Linked DNA regions of Sus scrofa: region 2 is linked to region 1. A link is a contact called in public Hi-C data. All regions are on one chromosome and are shown on one strand. Each heading gives the region's core, a stretch centred on a gene start, on an enhancer-like site or on the middle of the called end of the contact. The rest is flanking DNA. Distances are from core to core; before and after follow the strand shown. Region 1 holds the start of ASGR2 (asialoglycoprotein receptor 2). Region 2 holds the start of ASGR1 (asialoglycoprotein receptor 1).

Evidence for each region. Hi-C and Micro-C count contacts between places; a contact is called where the count stands out from the background.
Region 2: a contact with region 1 is called in a Hi-C map of liver, with 2.5 times the contacts expected there. The contact joins the promoter of ASGR1 here to the promoter of ASGR2 in region 1. A contact is called at or near these places in 1 of 5 promoter capture datasets (liver) and 5 of 47 Hi-C or Micro-C datasets (embryonic fibroblasts, fetal liver and liver).

Annotation. Positions count from the first base shown.
Region 1 is chr12:52,501,781-52,509,505 of Sscrofa11.1, forward strand. It overlaps ASGR2 (asialoglycoprotein receptor 2), which reads right to left and starts at 4,789. Exons shown (of 11, transcript XM_013981301.2): 1 at 4,706-4,789. LOC110256107 (a long non-coding RNA gene) reads left to right here and starts at 4,726. Exons shown (of 3, transcript XR_002337354.1): 1 at 4,726-4,806; 2 at 7,372-7,587.
Region 2 is chr12:52,535,418-52,543,142 of Sscrofa11.1, forward strand. It overlaps ASGR1 (asialoglycoprotein receptor 1), which reads right to left and starts at 5,165. Exons shown (of 9, transcript NM_001244458.1): 1 at 5,003-5,165; 2 at 4,694-4,812; 3 at 3,022-3,138; 4 at 2,800-2,895; 5 at 2,650-2,721; 6 at 2,326-2,412; 7 at 2,079-2,230; 8 at 1,885-1,991; 9 at 1,321-1,748. The coding sequence starts at 4,760. The coding sequence ends at 1,586.

The DNA of each region.
Region 1 (7,725 bases), core at 3,539-6,038:
CACAGCCACAGCCAGCCCAGATCGGAGCCTCATCTGTGACCTATGCCACAGCTTTCAGCAACTCAGGACCCTTAACGTACTGAATGAGGCCAGGGATCAAACCCATGTCCTCATGGATGCTAGTTGGGTTCATTACTGCTGAGCCACAAGAGAACTCCAAAAGAGCATTAAAGCAAAAAAAAAAAAAAAAAAAAAAAAAAAATTAAAGCAAAAAAAAATTCACAGACAGAGTTCCTGTTATGGTGCAGCAGAAACGAATCTGACTAGTATCCATGAGGATCTGGGTTTGAGCCCTGGCCTCACTCAGTGGGTCGGGAATCCAGCATTGCTCTGAGCTGTAGTATAGGTCGCAGATGTGGCTCAGATCCCAAATTGCTGTGGCTGTGGTGTAGGTCAGCAGCTATAGCTCTGATTCGACCTCTAGCCTGGGAACTTCCATGTGCCTCACGCATGATCCTAAAAAATGCAGACAAAACAAATTTTTTAAAAATTCAGAGAAATTTTGGAAGATAAAAATTAGGAAATCATAAAAAAAAAAGGACAAAGGTTTTGGTTTTTTTTTTGGGGGGGGGGAGGTTGGCCATGCCTGCAGCATGCAGAAATTCCCAGTCCAGGGATTGAACCCGCACCCCAGCAGCGACCTGAGCCAAAGCTGTGACAACACTGGATCCTTAACACTGTACCACAAGGGAATTCCACAGTCTTTCTTTGTTATTATTAAATCAGAAAACAAGTAGCTAGGGCATTCCCTTCATGGCTCAGCGGTTAGCAAACCCAACTAGTAACCATGAGGATGCAAGTTCGATCCCTGGCCTCGCTCAATGGATTAAGGATCCAGCGTTGCCATGAGCTGTGGTGTAGGTCACAGACACAGCTCTGGTTCAATCCCTATGCTGCAGGTGCGGCCCTAAAAAAAAAAAAGAAAAGAAAACATATAGCTAAATTGGGGGGAATTTTTCCCCTGGCCTCATGTTTGCTTCTGTGTATATTTCCCACTACAGAAACCCCCCGGGGCTCTCTCCAGACACCCCCCCAACGCACTCTTCCCCAGGGGAGGAAGCTTGACTTACTGAGCACGCCTGGCTCAGCCCCGTGGGGTTCTTTGGCATCTCCCTGCTCAGCTTGTAACCTATTTTCTGCCAGGTGACACTGAGCCCGCCCCTGCAGAGAAAGCCTGCTTTGCCCAGCTCTGCCTGTGACTGGGTAAACATGCTCCTAATTCTTGGATGAAATATTAACACATCCTTTTGATTAAAGGTTCTAAGCCAAATCCGGGGTTCCCATCATGGCGCAGTGGAAACAGATCTGACTAGTATCCATGAAGACACAGGTTTGATCCCTGCGTCTCAGTGGGTTAAGGATCCCTCGCTCAGTGGGTTAAGGATCCAGCATTGCCCTGAGCCATGGTATAAGTCCTCAGATCCCTCGTTGCTGTGGCTGTGGCGTAGGCTGGCAGCTGTAGCTCCAACTGGACCTCTGGCCTGGGAACCTCCACATACCGCAGGTGCAGCCCTAAAGAGCAAAAAAAAAAAAAGTTCTAAGCCAAATCCTCCTTTGCTGCTCATCAGCAATAAAGCTAATGTCCTAACATCCCTTATCTGTCTGCTCTATTTTGATTCTCAGTTGGGTTCAAACTTCAGAGGAGAGGAAAGGGCTCTTTCTGAGCAGCTTTGCAAACTCTGTACCGGTAGCATGAAAAAGCAATTTGGAGAACCAACATCCAATTGATAGTTCTAGAAATAGGAAGTTAAAGGGAGAACGTTCTCAAAGAAATAACACAAGAATGTGACTTAGAATGGAAAGGACGAGGCTCCAAATTTTGATAACCTACTAATTGCCCAGCTTTTCACTGAAGAATGACCAAAAGGCACAATCATGAAATTTCAGAATAATAGCAATAAAGATTCTAAAAGCTACTGGAGAGGGAGAGAAGTTCACCTGTAAAGAAACAAGAATGGTGGAGATCCCATCATGGCTCAGCGGTAATGAACCAGGCTAGCATCCAAGGGGATGCAGATTCGATCCCTGGCCTTGCTCAGTGGGTTAAGGATCTGGCATTGCCGTGAGCTGCAGTGTAGGTCGCTCAGACACGGCTCGGATCCCGAGCTGCTGTGGATGTGATGTAGGCCGGCCGCTACAGCTCCGATTCAACTCCTAGCCTAAGAACCTCCATGTACGGCAGTTGCAGCCCTAAAAAGACAAAAAAAAGGGGGGGGGAACTACCCAAATGCCTCTCAGCAACGGAGTGGATGGACTGGGGTCTCTTCACACAATGGGACAGCACACGGCCAGTTAGACTGTGCAACAACTCAGATGATTCTCACAATAAGTGAAAGAAGCCAGACTCAAATGAGCGCATCTGGCCTGCTTCCATTTACTGAAGTACAAAAACGAGCAAAACTAACCTATGCTACTCGAAGTCAGACAGGGAGCCAGGACTGGAAGGGGAAATAAGGGGATTCCGGGGTACTGACTATGTTCTTTTGAAAACCGGATTGCACTTTTGTTTTCGATTTGTGGAACTGGACCTATGCGTGTCTCTGGAAAACTTTTTTTCTTTTTTTTGCCCGGCCCATGGCACGTTCAAGTTCTCTGGCAAAGGGTCCAACCTGCACCACAGCAGCAACCTGGAGCCACTGCAGTGACAAAGTGGGATCTTTAACCCGCTACCCCACGAGGGAACTCCTCTGGAAATTTTCTTTAAGTTACTATAATAGACATGAAAAGTCATTTCGTTTTTGGAGGGTTTTACTTTTTCACCATTGAAGAAGCTAGGTTTTTTCTTTCCTTTTTCCGCTTACGTTCCCAACTTCCATGAGGGCAGCGCCACCTTGTGGTCACACCTGCATGATGCGCCAGTCTCCGAGAACGGAGACTCCATCACTTCCACCGGATCCCCCAACATTTTTTTTTAGCATCCTGCCTCTCTCCAAATAACTGAAGCAAAACATTAAATAGTAAAAGGATCATTCTCTTTTTTTCAAGTGTTGGTTTTTTTGTTTGGTTGGTTGGTTGTTTTTGCCTCACGCGGAGGCATGTGGAAGTTCCCAGGCCAGGGATGGAACCTGCACCACAGCTGCAGCAATGCCAGATCTGCACAAGGGAAGTCCCAGGGGTCATTCTGCTAACTAAAGTTTTCCACAAATCAACTCCTAGGTGCAATTTGGCGACTTTTTCCTTGTCGCAAGACATGTTTCCTTGAAAACTCCATCTTGCCCTTCTTTACTTTATCCCATCTTCTTGTCTTATTTTATCCCATCTTCCTTCTTGGAAAAACAGTCACAGTGCTGGTAAATGACTTAAGCTTAAGAACAAAGACCTAAAGGCATAAGTGACTTAAGCTTAAGAACTGTTATGTGCCTAGAGGTCAGAGTAAGAGCTTAACCCTTTACCACCTAAGTGGCTTTCTAAATAGTAAAAGAACTTATATAATAGTAAACAAACCCTGTATCATCCACCCATAGCCACTCCTCACTTGATCTCACAATAAAAGCAGTGTGGTTTCTTGAGGCAGGGCGCTCTTGGTCCCTGAGACCTTGAGTCCCCCGGTTCCCACCTTTACTTAAGATAAATGTCTCTGTGTCTTGTTTTATGTTAACCTTTTTTCCTTAAGTTCCACAGCACTCGTTCTTCAGCCCCATCCTGCTGAGCTGGCCCCGGCATTTCCTCTGATCATTTTTCCTTTATTTACTTTTATTAACTTATCCCAGCTTAACATGGTAAACAACTATACTTCAATTTAAAAAAAAAAAATTCCAGGTCGAATCCTGTACACTTTCTGGTTATTCTGACTTCCATCTGAGAGTCACTAAAGGCTTGCAAAGCCCCTGAAGGTGTCAAGATGGCATCAAACAGTGGTAGTTTCTCTCCGTGTAATGACCAGACCTATTGAACTCCAAGTTCAAAAGCCAGGACGCCTGTGTTTATAAGCCCCAGGTTTCTAAGGGCTGGGAGGCGGAGGAGGAGGGGGGAAAGAGATGGGCCTCTCGAGTTTTACCTTCCACGAAAGCGTTTAACACACCGCGCAGCTTCTATCAGATCTCTGCTTCATTCCTCTTAGTCAAATTAGGAAATGGGGACGGGGAGCGGAATCTACACAGTCCACTGTCATCTTATCCGCTTCTTGCCGAAAGCAGGAGAGAGCAGCGTGCTCTCGGGTCGGGCTGGAGGAGGACGGCCCCTCCCACCAGGCAGGACCACCCACCTCCTCCGCAGCCCAGGGGCCCCCGCCCTGCATCACCCACGGATGTCTCGGATGCGGCCCGGCTGCGTGACAACCTGCCCCAAGGAATCCTCAAACTGTTCCCTTCAAGGTTAAATGCAAGCATATCTTCAGCGGTCATGCTCTTTGAACGCCCCCCCCCCCCGCCCCCGACACACACACCCTTTTAGCAAGTTAGTGACACGGAAGGCCCCTCCGATTTGGCGGTATGCAAATCCACCTGCAAGCGCCCGAGCCCAGGATGAAAAGGACCGCGCCCTGGGAGGCGCTGGGACCCTCCCAGGCAGGAGATGCCCTGCTTGCCCGCTCCGCCCACCCTGAAAGCGTGAGGAAGGGCCTGGGCTGCACCTGCCAGGCCTTCTGGGGCCTGCGGCCCACTCCCTCCATCACCGCGTTTGGCCTTTGCTGGGGTCCCTTGGTTCCCACCCCCACCCCTGCCACTCCCGCCACTCCCACCCCCGATAAGCCCCGCCCTCCCCTCACCTGGGCCTCAGGTGGGGCCTGAGTCAATCTTCCTCCTGGGCCGGTTCTGCGGGTGTTCTGTCCTCCCGGCCTTCAGCTGTTCCGTCTGCAGTTCACGTAAGGTGAGCTCTCCCTCCTGGTTCTGTCTTTGACGAATATCCCAGGTGTTGCCCAATCGCCTCACACCACACACACCTCTGATCTCACCCCCGCCCCACCCACCCTCTGGCAGCCCCTGCCCAGGCCCCTGCCTTGGCGGGCGCCCACCCCCCATCAGGGCCGCCTGGCTGCCTGCGATCCATCCAGGCAAGAGCTTTTTTGTAATTAACTATTGATGAAGAAACCTGGTTCCTGATTCAGGTACCTGTAACCTTGTTTTGTTTCCCAAGCTGACAGGTAAAACTTGCTAACAATTTCTCTGCAAGTGACTTTGCAGCAGGCCGCTCTGCTAGAAGCCTTGCAGCCTCTCCTCAGAGGCTTCAATCAGCTGCCCTCCAGGGGAGGGGACACAAAGCCTGTCCCCGGGGCTTGGCCAAGACTGCTCCTCTCACAGGCCTTGGTGCAGGGCTGGCTGCTGAGAGGACCCGGGCCCTTTTCACAGGGGCCAGGGAATGTCTTTGGAATAGACGGATTTCACTGTACCTCGATCCATTAAAGAAGAAAGATCGAGAACCCCACCTCTTTCCTTTGGGGGATCTGACGTGACAAGGATCTCCTAAGGAGAGCCATGGCTCTGACTAAGGTCTGCTGAAAAGAAAGGGAACCTGAGGGCCCAAGAGGAAGCCATTGGGAGCAAAGAAAGAGCCAGAACAAGGGCCCCTGTGCCTTAGCTCGGCGGCTACAACAGCGTACCCCACACACACACTGGGTGCCTTAGACAAGAGACACTGCTTTCACGCAGCAGACAGAGGGGGCGCGATTGCTTCCTCTTCTCATAAAGAGCTCCACCCTCGTGACCTGATCACTCCCCAAAGGCACCGCCTCCAAATACCATCACCCTGGGGCTTGGGGCTTCGACATCCAAATTTGGGCAGATGCACCTGGCGTCAGTGCTAAAGCCTAGAACAGTTTCCCAGAGGAGGGCAAGCTGGGCACAGATGGAAGATGCCTCCTGACGGATAGATGCTAGAAGCTGTGCTTTGGGGACCAGCGCTGAGCAGGTGCTATGAACTAAAGCGCTGTGCTGGGGGTTCCCACCATGCTGCGGTGCCTTAAGAAGCTGGGTTTGATCCCCGGCCGGACACAGTGGTTTAAAGGATTTGGCGTGGCCGCAGCTGTGGTGGAGGTCTCAGCTGTGACTCGGATTCAGTCCCTGGCCCAGGAACTTCCCACATGCTGCGGTGCAGGCATAAAAAACTGGAGTTCCCGTCGTGGCGCAGTGGTTAACGAATCCGACTAGGAACCATGAAGTTGTGGGTTCGGTCCCTGCCCTTGCTCAGTGGGTTAACGATCCAGCGTTGCCATGAGCTGTGGTGTAGGTTGCAGTCGCGGCTCGGATCCCACGTTGCTGTGGCTCTGGCGTAGGCCAGTAGCTACAGCTCCGATTAGACCCCTAGCCTGGGAACCTCCATATGCCGCGGGAGCGGCCCAAGAAATAGCAAAAAGACAAATAAAATAAAATAAAATAAAATAAAAAATAAAAAGATAGAAAACTGGAGTTCCCGTCCTGGCTCAGTGGTTGACAAATCCGACTAGGAACCATGAGGTTGCAGGTTCGATCCCTGGCCTCACTCAGTGGGTTAAGGATCTGGCGTGGCTGTGGCTGTGGCGTAGGCCGGCAGCTACAGCTCCGATTGGACTCCTAGCCTGGGAACTTCCATATGCCGCAGGTGCGGACCTGGAAAAGACAAAAAATAAAAAGATAAAACATTTAAAAAAATAAAGGGTTGCCTACGAGCCCCAAGGACGCGAGCCCCAAGGACTCGCTCATCAGGACTATGGAGAGAGCAAGGTCGCCCAGAATGAGCCATGCATGGGCAGCAGAAGAGCTGAAATTCTCACAGCCCAGGCATCCAGGGGCTTAAGGAAGGTGGAAGCTGAGCACAATGGGGTTGGATGGATGACACAGCCTTGAGCAGGGCAGCCTCAGGCAGCACAGGACCTGTCTTCACCAGCCTCTAGCAGCAACCATGAGCAACAAGGCAGGAGAAAACGGAGCCTGCTGGGGACAGAAGGCCCCTCCAGGTCTCTCTCTGCAGCGCATATGGAGAGAGGTCTGGCCCTTTAGAAGTGCCTACATCTAAATAAATAATTTTAAAAGGAGTTCCTGTTGTGGCTCAGTGGGTTAAGAACCCGGCTAGTATCCACGAGGACTTGGGTTCGATCCCTGGCCTCGCTCAGTGGGTTAAGGATCCAGTGTTGCCCTGAGCTGCAGTGTAGGTCACCGACCTGGCTGTGGCTGTGGCGTAGGCCGACAGCTACAGCTCCAATTTGACCCCTAGCCTGGGAACTTCCATTTGCCACGAGTGCAGCCCTGAAACAAACAAACAAACAGACAAAAACTGTGCCTCCCTATGTCTCCACAAGTCGTCCAAGAACTTGGCCGAGGGCTTCCCACCCATCTGGCCTGCTGTGGTCTCGAACAATAACTTGGAATATGTACAAGGAAGGTAACTTTAGTCGTACTGCAGGCTGGTGAAGCCAGTTGTATGGGTCGAAATAAATATGTTTTGTCTCCCCTCCTCAAGAGCCTGCGGCAGAGAAGCCCGGAAAGCCTGCAGAGGGAGAGAAAGCCCAGCCTCCCACTTTGGTCTCCAACTGGCTCCATCCAGCTCAACGACCTTCGTCAAGTCACTTCCGCTCGCCAAGAGTTCTTCTGCCCTGTTGTGGCTTTGCAACCGCCAGCTGGGCTGCTCTGTCCCTTCTTGCTCCATCTTTGCTGCTCTCATTAACACCTATGCCAGGTGGGGTCTGTGTCCCCCTCAGCCACAGCACCCTGCACCCACCCCAGGTGTCCTGCTCATGCTCAGAGCCTCCCTGGAGCCCCCCATCTGCTTACTGTCACCACCAGCCAGAGTGTCCCGAGTCTTACAAAACACTTT
Region 2 (7,725 bases), core at 3,915-6,414, 34 kb after region 1:
TTTTTTTTTTTTTGTCTTTTTGCCTTTTCTAGGGCCGCTCCCGTGGCATGTGGAGGTTCCCAGACTAGGGGTCTAATGGGAGCTGTAGCAACACGGGATCTGTGCCACGTCTTTGACCTACACCACAGCTCACAGCAATGCTGGATCCCCAACCCACGGAGCAAGACCAGGAATCGAACCTGCAACCTCATGGTTCCTGGTCAGATTCTTTGACCACTGAGCCACGATGGGGTCTCCGGATTTTTCATTTTTTCTTATATGCTCTTTATACATCATTACAGTGTGGGTTTACTCATTGGGGTTTTCTCTTCCACGGTATTTGTGGTTTATCTTGCAGTTGTTACCTATCTACGGATGCTGCTTCCATTCACATTAGGGTGGTTCTGTTCCTGGGGACGTTGCTGGAGGTAGGATGGTCCCAGTGACACCAAGCAGGACCCTGAAGGGCCTTCCCAAGTACAAAACCCCCTCCACGTCCCCTAGCGCTTGTTTGTAAAGAAACATTTTTTTAAAATGCTGTAGTCTCCCAAGCCTCCCCTGAGTCACAAAAGAGCCAGCTCAAGCAGTTAAAGATAAGGACAACAGAATTACAGAATCTTTAGCTCCTCCCCGAAGGACAGAGATGAGTGTCTGATGCACATTCCCAAGTTGTTTTTCAGATACTAAAACCACCACTAAATCGAAAAAACTAACTGCATCACGTCTAGACTGTAGTCACGACAGAAGCCACTCCATCTTGCCCAATTCCAAGAACTGGCCTCCAGGAACAGGAACAATTGGGTTTGTTACCGCTGAGCCAAAGCGGGAACTCCTCAGTACCAGATTCTTGAGAGCTGAGCCGCTGAAGCTGAGTTCAGCACCAACACTGTTTCACAGCTTAGACGCGGAGAGCGGAATCACTTGCTCTAACTCACATACCTGTAAATAGCACCTCCTGGGGCCACCCGCCAAAGCCCAGAACGTTCTCAGAATGGGAGCTCCCATTGTGGCGCAGCGGTTAAGGAATCCAACTAGGAACCATGAGGGGCGGGCTCGATCCCGGCCTTGCTCAGTGGGTTAAGGATCCGGTGTTGCCGTAAGCTGTGGTCTAGGTTGCAACTTGGCTTGGATCCCACGTGGCTGTGGCTGTGGTGTAGGCCGGCGGCTCCAGCTCCGATTAGACCCCTAGCCTGGGAACTTCCGTATGCCACGGGAGCGGCCCAAGAAATGGAAAAAAAAAAAAAAAAGTTCTCAGAATGACCTGCTGCCTGCCTAAGGCTTCCTAGCATCACCCAGCCCACTCCCAATTCCTAATCCCCAACAACCAAACAACTCAGAATGTTTTGTATATTTCACTTCTTTTTACTCTTAAAAAAAAAAAAAAAAAAAAGTTGACAATAATACCCTGCAAACTACAGAAACTGGCAGGCGTTTCAAACTCCCCACCCCTCCAAACATCACTCTCCATTCCTCAGACCCCACCCTTCTCCCTTCCCTCAAAATCCGAGGTGAAAATCCGGAAGCACCCAGAGGGGAGGGTCCCCCAACCAAGACCCCCGTGGCAGGTAAAAGCATTGAGGACATAAATTAGAGGGAGAGGAGACTCCTAGCTGCCGCTGTCCCTGTCCCGCTGTGTCTCGCAGACCCAGCGGTAGGGCCTCTGGCAGACGTCATCGTTCCAGCCGCCGTCCTCCGTAAAGTGGGCACAGTCCTCGCCACCCCCGAGCCCATGCCCGTACCAGTCATCCGGCTGCTCGGGTCTCCAGTTCCTAAAGAGACCAGACGGACGGGGGCCCCAGGGGGCCAGAGCCTCAGCCGAGGGGAGCAGCCTGGGCGCCCCTGGACCCCCCCACTGGGGAGGGGGCGCAGTTGGAGGGGCAGTGCCACGGGGCGCCGCACACTCACTTGAAGCCCGACTCGTAGTCGGTGCCATCCACCCACTTCCAGGGCCCGCTCTGATCAGTGAGGCCGATCCAGGAGTTCACAGGGCCCACGTGGTGCTGGATAAATTTCTGGGGACAAAGAAGGGGCTGGAGACCCGGCCTTCAGCCTGCCAGCCTCCCAGCTGAGCCCCTCCTGGGGTGGAGGGGGGCCCTCACCTGCTCCTCCCAGGAGCCCACCACCACGAGGTGGGCGTTCTCCAGCTGGCAGTACTTCTCGGCCTCCGGCCAGGGCTTCCCAGAGCGGGAGAACCAGTAGCAGCTGCCTTCATAGTCCACCCAGTTAACCGGGCAGCAGGTCCTTTCAGAGCCTGCAGGGTGGCAGCAGGGGTGGGGGGACAGAGGGAAGGTGAGGGGCTGAGGGGAAGTGGGCAGGAAAGAGGGGCTGGGCACCCCCACTCCTCACCATTGCCCTGGAGGACAGCCATCTGACAGCTGAGGCTCCGCAGGTCGGACACAAACTGCTTCACGTGGAGCAGCAAGCTGGAGTGATCTAGGGGGACAGCAGGGCAGAGGGGGCACGGAGATGGGCACAGGGGAGGGAAAGGGGCCAGGATGTACCCTGAGAGCTGGGAAGGCTCTGTCATCTCCGCGCTGAGGCCAGATCACAGATGCTCCTGCCACAAAGCTCCCTGGTTTGGCCCGAGACCCCTGTATCCTGCGCACACATGCACACACACACACAGATGCACACTTGTGCACACTCGTGTACACAGGCTCCCTCTCTGACCTTCACTCAGGTCCTGCTGCTGTTTCTCCAGCTGGGACTCCAGAGACTTCATCTTTCTGCCCACATTTCCTCCTGGAGGAGACTCCGCTCAGTATCCCGCTGTTGCTTTTTGGTCCCAGCACCCCCCCACCAGGCCCCAGCCCTCCTCACCCTGCATGCTGAGGGTCTTGACCTTGGCGTCTGTGCTCGCGGTGAGGTTGCTGAAGGTCTCTCTCAGGGCCTGCAGCTCCTCCTGCAGCTTGGAGTCTGGGCAGGAGAGGGTGTGGACAGGACAACATGAGGAGCCGTGTCCACAAGCCAGCGCTCCCCCTGCCACTGTCCCCCATCCCACCCCAACAATGCTCCCTCCCCAGCCAGCCCCAGGGAACTCACTCTGGGATCCGATCACACAGACAACTACCAGCAGCAGGAGGCTAAGGCCCATGGAAATCAGGAGGAGGCAGGGTCCCGAGCAGAGACGCCGAAAGAGTGACTGTTGAGGAGGTGGCCCTGCAAGAGGAGAGGGCGTCACGCCCTCAGGGACAGAGGGGACCTGGGGCAGGGCAGCTCTGGGGTCCTAGGAGGAGAGCATCCTGGGCCTCCTCTTGTAGACGAGCAGGAACCTTATAGATTAAGAAACATGGGAGTTCCCTGGTGGCTCGGTGGGTTAAAGAGCCAGCATTGCCATGGCAAGGGTTCAATCCCTAGCCCAAGAATTTCTGCATGTAGACACAGCCAAAAAAGAAGGAAGGGAGGGAGGAAGGAAGGGAAAGGAAGGAAAGAAGAAGGAAAAGACACGACAAGAAAAGAGGAATGGGGGAAGAAAGGAAACCTAGGCGGTGGGTGAAGCTGAGGAGCCAGCGGTGACCTGGAGCAGGGGAGGGACGGAAACTTTGACCGGCCGGAACCCTACCCAGTTCATGGGCTTTTGCTGACATCTGGTGGCTGAACTTAGTCACTGCAGCTGATGAACTCAGCCTGGAGGCCCGAGTTCGTGAGCAGGAAGACTGGGGGACTGGGATGGGGGGCGCTTGCAGGTGAGGCAAGAGAAGTGGATTTCTTGCTCTCCCCGTGAATCCCACTCCTCTCTGGCTGGGCCCAGGGACAGGAGGCAGAATAACCAGACTTCAGTTTCCCCAAGTCGCTCTCAGGAACCCTGTCCCCCATGAGCTGGAATGTGGGGGGGCCCCCCTCCATTCTCACCAGCAGCCCCTTCCCCCATCAAAAGGCACTGCCCTCTCCCATCCACCAAGAACTTCATCTTGGCTCAGCCAAACATCCCTGGTCGCAGGAGGAAGAAAGGGGGGTTGGTTTTTGATGTAGGAGGGCCTCATCTCCCCCACTCTCAGGGATCCCTTGGCCTTTCAAAGACATCTTACCCCTTGACCAAACTAATGCCACACACTAAAATAAATAAATAAATAAATAATAATAATAATAAATATTTCCTTATCTTTTTTTTTTTTTTGTCTTTTTAGGGCCACACCCGCAGCATATGGAGGTTCCCAGGATAGGGGTCTAATCAGAGCTATTGCTGCCGGCCTACACCACAGCCACAGCCACATGGGATCCGAGCCGCGTCTGCAACCTACACCACAGCTCAGGGCAACGCCGGATCCTTAATCCACTGTGCAAGGCCAGGGATCGAACCTGCAACCTCACGGTTACTAGTCGGATTCATTAACCACTGAGCCACGATGGGATCTCCAATAAATAAAAAATTTTTTAAAAATCCCAGACACCTGTGCACTCACACTCACACACTCACATCCACTCACACACACTCGGCCAAAGCTCTTGGGGTGCTGGAAGAGGAAAGAAGGGGGTCTGACTTCTTCCGCTTACTCCCACGCCCCTGAGCACCCCTCTCCCCAGGGTCCTGAGAAGCTGGTGACAAGGCGAGGGACAGGAGAGGGGTCAAGAAAGGGACTGCAGCCCTGCACCCTGCCCTCCTGTAAGAGGGCGGCTTAGACCCCAGGAAGAGTCAGGGTCACAGGAGGAAGAGGAGCCGAGGCGAGGGGGCGGGGCGAGAGCCTTCTGGAAATGGCCGGAGGCGTCCCCTCACCTTTTCTGTGCTGCTGGTCATTCTCCTCATTGTCCAGATGCTGCAGATCCTGATATTCCTTTGTCATGCTAAGGCTGGCTAGACCTCGAACCAGGTCACCGCCAAGGTTAAGGCTGAGGCTGGGGTTGAACAGACTTGGGTGTGGGAGGCCCCGTCCCTTTCTAAGGGATCAGCGGCTACGCGGAGACCCTTCTTCTTTCTCCCCTTCCCTCCCAGACCCAGCATCCAAAAATCTGTCTTCTGAAGCTGCGCGGCCCCATCGGCACCCCAGCCCCCAGCCCCCACCCCCCGCCCTTCTTCCCCTTTTACTTGCTGAAGGTCTCAAGGTGGACTCCTGGGTCCCTCACTGCTGTGCAGATGCCCGGCTGGGAGAGCGGCCGAAGGCTGGAGAATTAGGGTGCGCGGACAGCCCTGGAAAGTGGGAGCGGAGGGGGCAGGGTCCATACGCGGGCCCTGAGCCCTGTGCGTCTGCGTGTCTGTGTGTCCGCACACACCAAACCTGGCATCCCCAGTGCCCAGGACTTTGGACGTAAACAGGCAGAAATGGATTTGGACCTCGGGGGGGTGTGGGGGTGGGAGCGGGGGATGGGTTGTCTCATCTTGGCTTCCCAGGGACAGGGAGTCACCTGGGCTGTCCTCCCCGCCCCAACCTCACTGAAGGCACAGTTTGGGAGGGGGGCCAGGCCCAGAGCGGCCAGGGTGCCCTTTGCTGTTTCCCCTCCGCCCTTCCCCCTTCACTTCCTGCCTCTGAATTTTCCAGAATTTTTAGTGTCTCCAACTGCCTCTGGACCAGGAACAGAGGGGCCGATCTCTGCTCTGCTCTTACCCAATCCGGGCCTGTGACCCTGGCATCTGAACCTAAGGCTGGCTTTCTGGGGACTCTCTCAGGGGAGTAAGCCCTGCACACTGTTGGGGGTGGGGGAGGTAGGCTTTCCCCCCTTGGCCAGGATTGGTGCCAACCAGGCACCAATGTGGAGATGGGGAAGCCGAGCCCTGCGTGGTAAGAGCTTACCCAGGGTCACACCGCAAGGAAGAGCAGACAAGGACTGGAATGTGGGCGGTGGGACTCCAGGGCCTGTGTGCTGCCCTCAGAGCCAGAATCCCCTCCTGTCGCCACAACTGGGCCCCAGGGTCCCAGAGATGCTACAAGTGATCCCTCAGCACCCCATGGAGGGTTCACGGAGGATTGAGGCGTGTGCAAATTGAAATTAGGCTAAATTAGAAGTTGGGCGGGGAGTTCCCCTTGTGGCTCAGTAGATTAAGAATCCAGCTAAATCATTGAGGTTGTGGGTTCGATCCCTGGCCTCGATCAGTGGGTTAAGGATCTGATGTTGCCATGAGCTGCAACATAGGTTACAGATGTGGCTCAGATCCTGTATTGCTGTGGCTGTGGTATAGGCCTGCGGCAATAGCTCCAATTCAACCCCTAGCCTGGGAACTTCCATATGCTGCAGGTGTGGCCCTAAAAAGCAAAAAAAAAAAAAAAAAAAAGAAGAAGGAGAAGAAAGGAAAAAGAAAGAAATTGGGCAATGTTACATTGTAAATCACCAATACCTTAATAAAAAAATTTTAAGGAGTTCCCATCATGGCTCAGTGATTAACGAATCCGACTAGGAACCATGAGGTTGCAGGTTCGGTCCCTGGCCTTGCACAGTGGGTTGAAGATCCGACGTAGGCCACAGCTCCAATTCAACCCCTAGCCTGGGAACCTCCATATGCTGTGGGAGTGGCCCTAGAAATAGCAAAAAGACCAAAAAAAAAAAAATTTAAGAGAATAACAAAATTAAAAAAAAAAAAAAACACTGTAAATCAACTAGATTTTTTTTGTCTTTTTTTTTTTAGGGCCACATCTGCAGCTTATGGAAGTTCCCAGGCTAGGGGTCAAATCGGAGATATACCTGCCGGCCTACACCACAGCCACAGCAATTCTGGACCTTTAACCCATTGATCGAGGCCAGGAATCGAACCCTCAATCTCATGGATACTAGTTGGGTTGGTTACAACTAAGCCACGATGGAACGCCCAAAAAAAATTTTTTTTAAGGTATTTGTTTATTTGTTTCAGCTTTTGGGTATTTCTGCTGATTCTCAGCTCTGTTTCTTTTTTTTTTTTTGCTTTTTTTGTATTTTTTAGGGCCACACCCACAGCTTATGCAGATTCCCAGTCCAGGGGTCCAATCGGAGCTGTAGCTGCCAGCCTACGCCAGAGCCACAGCAAGTCGGGATCCAGGCCGCACCTGCGACCTACACCACAGTTCACGGCATTGCTGGATCCCTAACCCACTGAGCAAGGCCAGGGATCGAACCTGCACCTTCATCAATGCTAGTCGGGTTTGCTAACCGCTGAGCCATGATGGGAACTCCAAAAAATTTTTAAAAGAAAATTAAAAATTTAAATTAAAAAAAAAAAAGGAGGGGTTCCCATTGTGGCGCAGTGGTTAACGAATCCGACTAGGAACCATGAGATTGCATGTTCGATCCCTGCCCTTGCTCAGTGGGTTAAGGATCCGGTGTTGCCATGAGCTGTGGTGTAGGTCGCAGACGTGGCTTGGATCCCGCGTTGCTGTGGCTGTGGTGTAGGCCGGCGGCTACAGCTCCAATTCGATCTCTAGCCTGGGAACCTCCATGTGCCACAGGAGCAGCCCTAGAAAAGGCAAAAAGACAAAAAAAAAAGGAAATTGGGCAATGTGAAAGACATGAATAAGTCTCAGTTTAGCCCCAAATGTGGAGTCACGCAAATCCTATGTTGCAGTTATTCCATGAGAAAACGTGACCCTGAGTTAGGAGAGTTTACATTATGAGACATGCATACAAGAAGAAGCCCTGGCTGAACCCTCTTGTGTCTGTGTCTTGAAAAGCCCCATGTTGTTCTCATGCACTGGGACTGTGGCCAGTCATTTGGATGGCTGTGAATTTGGCTTCTCTGATATTATCACTTAACAATCTGGTTTATTCAGGCAAACAAACCTACGCTGTTTTGGTCAGAATAGCAGTCACCCCACAGGAGCAGTGCCTGGAAGGGAGCCTCTGAGC